Regions from separate parts of the Bombyx mori genome. Here region 1 is linked to region 2. The links are chromatin contacts, called in public Hi-C maps. All regions are on one chromosome and are shown on one strand. Each heading gives the region's core, a stretch centred on a gene start, on an enhancer-like site or on the middle of the called end of the contact. The rest is flanking DNA. Distances are from core to core; before and after follow the strand shown. Region 1 overlaps LOC101741532 (eukaryotic translation initiation factor 5B). Region 2 overlaps LOC134199950 (a long non-coding RNA gene).

Region 1 (2,700 bases), core at 148-2,647, 89 kb after region 2:
TAGATGGTAGTACCTCTTGAGTCCGCACGGGTAGGTAAAACCGCCCTGCCTATTTCTGCCATGAAGCATAAATGTATTTCGGTTTGATGGGTGGGGCAGCCGTTGTAACTATACTGAGACCTTAGAAATTATATCTCTAGGTGGGTGGCACATTTACGTTGTAGATGTCTATGGGCTCCAGTAACCACTAAACACCAGGTGGGCTATGATCTCGTCCACCCATCTAAGCAATAAAAAAAAGGGATATCTTTCAATCTATAAATAGAATATAATAAATGTAGGAGGGGATTTCATTCAGATTGACCTAGTTTTGCTCGCATCGATTCAGCAGAACGAGGTGAATGGAGGGTTGACGTCAGAGTGCAGGTCCAAAACTGGGTCGCGAACCCTCCGTGACCCGTAACTGTGCAGGCTCATCCCTCGTGGCCTTGTTAGCAACGAAGAGATGGGTAACAAATGGCGTTTCGATTCAGGGAAACTATGTTTATTTTTAGACAAAAGGACCAGAAGTTAATAGGCTCAAGGTGAGTACTTAGTTAATAGGCTTAGGAAGAATTCGTTTGATTTAATCTCCTTACAATTAATCTCTTATTGAATAAATAAATATTGAAGCTAAATATTTTATACTTCTAAACAGAAATTATATTGGTATTCTTATCGACTCTCGCGAGGGCAATAAAATAAAAGTTGTAGAACTAATGAAAATTATTTTTACAACCTCATTCCGAGACTACATTGTCGTGTCAGAGTGACCATGAAGATTGTAGAGTATTCGAAGCATCGGAAACAATATAATCTATACCAGTATATGAATCTACAGTGGTTTTTACGGATGTTCCATTATAACTACGGAACCATGCATCCGATTGACTTGAAACTTGGTAGGTATCCATATAGAAAATACATGTACTTTATGGATAGGCTAATATTTATATAAGTGATGGACTCCCTAATAATAATGACTATAAATAATGTTAATTTTAAAGGTAATTAGGCCGTGAATAGGCCTTAGTAAGAAGATAGCAGAGAGAAATCGACATAATCACCTCAGAGCACCACGCAGGGCGCCAGTGACCTACATAGCATTCAACGTGTTAAAAATGATACTAGTCCGTTTCATTAATATCAACGTAATGTTATATTATATAAATACAGACGAATGTTTTATCAGTTAAATGTTTTTTTTTTTATTACGAGTATTATTTATTCGCAAACTGTCATTTAGATACGAACGTCGTCCGAGAAAAAAAAAAAGAATGTAGTGTGATTCTTGTCACGAATAACTTATATAAAGTTGTTTTTTGTTCACTTGAAACAGAACATTGTAATGTTATATCAATGAAACTGCATCTCTGCGAAATATCAATGGAGCTCTAGAATGGGGGTCCGACCCGGTCGGCGCGTGTTCGTCTGGTATAGGGGATACAATGTGTGCCGCTTTTGCCAATTCACGACTGGCAAATGGGAACCTTATGCTATAGCAATAAAGTCGAAGAAAGAATACCTCAAAATTCGTTAGGGGGAACTGAGATGGCCCAAATGTCGTTGTGAATAAAGCTGCACGAATTGACCTCGCGGAACTTGTGAATGACAATGAGAAACGTTTTGCTTGCGTGTTTCAACGGCATAGACATTTTATTTCAGTTCCATTTATTGGCGTATTAAAAGTAGATACTAGTAGTTATTTAATCTATAAATAAATAAAAAAATAATCTTTTTATTTTATTGCTTAGATAGGTGGACGAACTCACAGTCCACCTGGTGTTACATCTACAACGTAAATGCGCCACCCACCTTGAGATATAATTTTTAAGGTCTCAGTATAGTTACAACGGCTACCCCTTCAAACCGAAACGCATTACTGCTTCACGGCAGAAATAGGCGAGGTGGTGGTACCTACCCGTGCGGACTCAAGAGGACCTACCACCAGAAAAAAATCTATATGTATGTGTGTGTAAGACTCGAGAACCGCTAGCCCAATTGATATTAAACTTTGCACATACATATATGAAAATCGACAGCCGACATGATCACTCTGACAGTTACGTTAGTGCCGGATAGGGGGCGCCCGTGGCAGTAATTTATATCTTTTGAACCATAGGTCGAATTGATATGGAATCTATATATGAGTCGACTATTATCAAAGCCGGCAATCTGACTTTTGGACAATGATTGGTAAATCAGAAAAACGAATTATTGACTTTGTATTCCATTGGCAGTCACAAAACTCTTCGGAACGACATCTTAGATAAATAACAGGTTAACTATTAACCTTTATTTAATGCAGGTTTTGAACCGTATTCTTTGAAGGAGACCATTATATTCAAATCAATCTGTATTGACATATCAATAAATTTTTTTTGTCCAAATGCACAGATTGCCACCTTTGATAATAGACGACTCATATATAAAAGAGAACGTATGTATATGTGTATGTAAATTCATCTAAAATTATCTTACGTAGTTAGCTTTCTGAAATTGAATTTCCTTATCGACAAAGCCGCGGGCGCAGCTAGAGTAATATAAATTTGTTATAATAATAACTATGCGTATATTTTTTTTCGAAATCTTTCGATTAAAAGTTCAACGGAATGTTCATGTCCCTGTGGTAGTGGACACGGCTAGCTTAACGAAAGCGGTGACGTCACCGACGTCCGAAAATACACCGGCCCACGACGCGGACGGGAAGCAAGTTCTGAG
Region 2 (2,700 bases), core at 186-2,685:
AAGTAGAAGCGTTATTTCGATAATATCCTGAAAAACACGCCACGCTTTTTTAGTTTGATTTTCTATAAAAGCGTATTTTGTTATTTTTTTTAAACTATTATTTTGCAATAAATATTTGATTTCTTAAATACTATGCTTATTTAATTTCAAAATTAGTTACCACAGGTTAGTGATAATATTATGTGCAAAACGTGTGATCCGAGAAATTAAGACTGGCATGCACTAGCTGGGAGCAGGTACGAAAGGAGATTTGTCGTTTTGGAGGCCAAGCTGCCTGGGGTACCTTAATAAATGAATGTACAGTGAGTGGTAAGTTGGTACAAAGTTGTCGTAGGGGCAAGGGTGTGGCACCTGGCTATGTCTTCATCCTTTTCCGCTAGAATAGAGGGGTAGTCGATTTCATTCCTGAAGTGATGTTTCATGAAATCACAACAAAATAAATCGTTAATACATTATTTGTAATCTACCGTCTAGCATTAATAGTTTTCACTGACGAGCTATTTTTTTTTGTGGATAGGGCTCCGGTGGCGAGGCTGCGGTCGTCGAGACGTCTCGTCGTCAGCACCGCGCAACGGACCGCGCAGTCAACCGTTACCGCGGGGGTAGCTGTAAAAACTATGTGCACTCGACTATGACAGATGCGACCAATCGAAACCACCAACTTTCTTTCCACCGTCCGTTTTGACTTTACAACGGATGATACTTAAATATATATTTTTTCGAATCAAATATGCGTAGTCTTTACAAATTCCTAGCCTAAAAACGTAATTTCTGATAACGTACAAACGGTGGACTATTAAAAAAGAACAGGAGAATACAATGTTTTCTTCGGTATTCGCGAGTCGTAGAGATAAAATTATGTACTTTTACGATTACATTTAACGATTATTTCCGACGTGTCCCTGTGATTACAAAAAGTGCAATGTATTCGAAACGTCAGAAATAATATAAAGAGGATAAACAACGCGATTTAATACGAAAATACTTTATTCAAAACTTACTCTCTTATTTTTTTGCCTATCGCATCCGACTTCCTTTCATACATATTTTAACTGACCATTTACCGACCGTTTTGGATTCTGATGAGTAGTAGCCATCAGACATCTATTATAAGAACTAAGACAATGAAACAATAAAAACGTACAGGTGTACTTCAAACGACCTCCCATAAAACGAAATGATTCGTTTTGTACGATCGATTCGAACCTATCCATACCATACCTTATCCTCTCAAGGATCTGGTGCGCCTCGCATTCTGATGGCGCTGTCTGCCAGGTATGGTCCAGGTTACATCACATCTCATCTAATAAGGGTGGGTGGATTTGAAATATGAAATCGGTTATCGCGTTTGATTATCGATTCTCGGTAAGCGCGCCGCCATGTTGGCTGTGGGCGCGCAGCCATGTTCCCGCGCGCGGTTTCCGGCGTGCGCGCGCTTTTGCATGCTAATGTTCGCGCATGTACTCTGTGTCCTGTTCGCCGCATGTGCGTTCCACTTAGATGTCTCCGTAACGACATTCGGTCTTCATGCACATTAGTCTGCAGCTCCAAAATTTTAACACAGCTCGTAACATAGATCAGACTAAAAATCAGTTCTGAAAAATAGAATTATGTTGTTGCTACATTTTTTTTCCGAATGTCCACTTTGGTTTAGTACGGTATTAAAATGACAGTTTCAAATTACTCACACAATTTGTTATACCTACTCTGCTATATATTATTGATATTAATAGTTGATAGATTTCTGAGAGTACGAAAAAATACGTCATAAATCTAATGGTAGGCTTATACTCAATCAGAATTAAAAGTCTTGAACTTGTTAAATTTAAAATCAAAAGTGATAATATGCGTTCGAATTCAATCCAAAACCAAAAATAAAGTACAGGGAGACAAGTAATCTCGCAAAATAACCCTTCGTGATGAATAAGGCGAGTTTTTACGACAATCGCCCGAAGGCTGAGTCGCCCTCCCCGCATGGGGCCGTAAAGGAAATGACATGTGGTTCCCGAATTTAGCTTATGAAAGTTAATGTGGATATCCCGTTGAAATTGTGCGGAAGAATGCGTTTACATGTCCTATAATATTATTTTTTGATTTAGATATATAACATACGACTAGAATTCGAACACGGAACCATACGTTTGTAAAACTTTATGCCACCTTAACTGGATCAAGATGGACTTCATCAAGTAATCCTTCAAAAATTAGTTAAAAATAGAGCTGTATTTTAACATAACTTATTATTTATGTTAAACTTTTATCAAATGGTACTGATTTTGGAGTAATACTCGTAATAAGTATTTAAACTTGGTAACAAAATACAGTAGGTACAGTAGATAGGTAGGTAAAATGATGAGGCTGTTGTAACTTTAAATGAAAATCAAATAAAACATTCTGTTTTTCCCTACCTATTCGTTGGTAGCCTAAGAGGTTATTCCAGCTATGCCCGGACAGGTAGGTGAGGTCACGGGCTCAATCTGAGAGAATTTGCTAACACTAGACCTAGCAAGAGCAGTCCTTCGCAGAATCTACCACCTGATCGTGACCCACTGAGGTGATTCGGCGAGAAACTCAGTATGCTGTAAATTCTGTTTCATTCACTTTATTGTACGATTACGATCGGAGCTATCCATGTTAACACCGTCAGCTTGCATCCTGCTACAGTGCGCACACCTGCTGTCACATTCCGGCTCGACGGGG

The links. A called contact is a pair of places that touch in the nucleus more often than the background predicts.
Region 1: a contact with region 2 is called in a Hi-C map of midgut, with 2.3 times the contacts expected there. The contact joins two enhancer-like sites. A contact is called at or near these places in 3 of 7 Hi-C or Micro-C datasets (midgut, an unstated tissue and whole pupa).

What each region holds. Positions count from the first base shown.
Region 1 is chr13:5,335,919-5,338,618 of ASM3026992v2, forward strand. All of the region lies in intron 17 of LOC101741532 (eukaryotic translation initiation factor 5B), which reads right to left. Among protein-coding and RNA genes, the nearest start is that of LOC101741532, 25 kb to the right of the region's middle. Within about 2 kb of position 1,398, at least 6 of the 8 cell types and tissues checked have open chromatin away from gene starts, as enhancers often do.
Region 2 is chr13:5,247,201-5,249,900 of ASM3026992v2, forward strand. The region is part of intron 2 of LOC134199950 (a long non-coding RNA gene); the gene reads right to left. Among protein-coding and RNA genes, the nearest start is that of LOC101742215, 14 kb to the left of the region's middle. Within about 2 kb of position 1,436, at least 8 of the 8 cell types and tissues checked have open chromatin away from gene starts, as enhancers often do.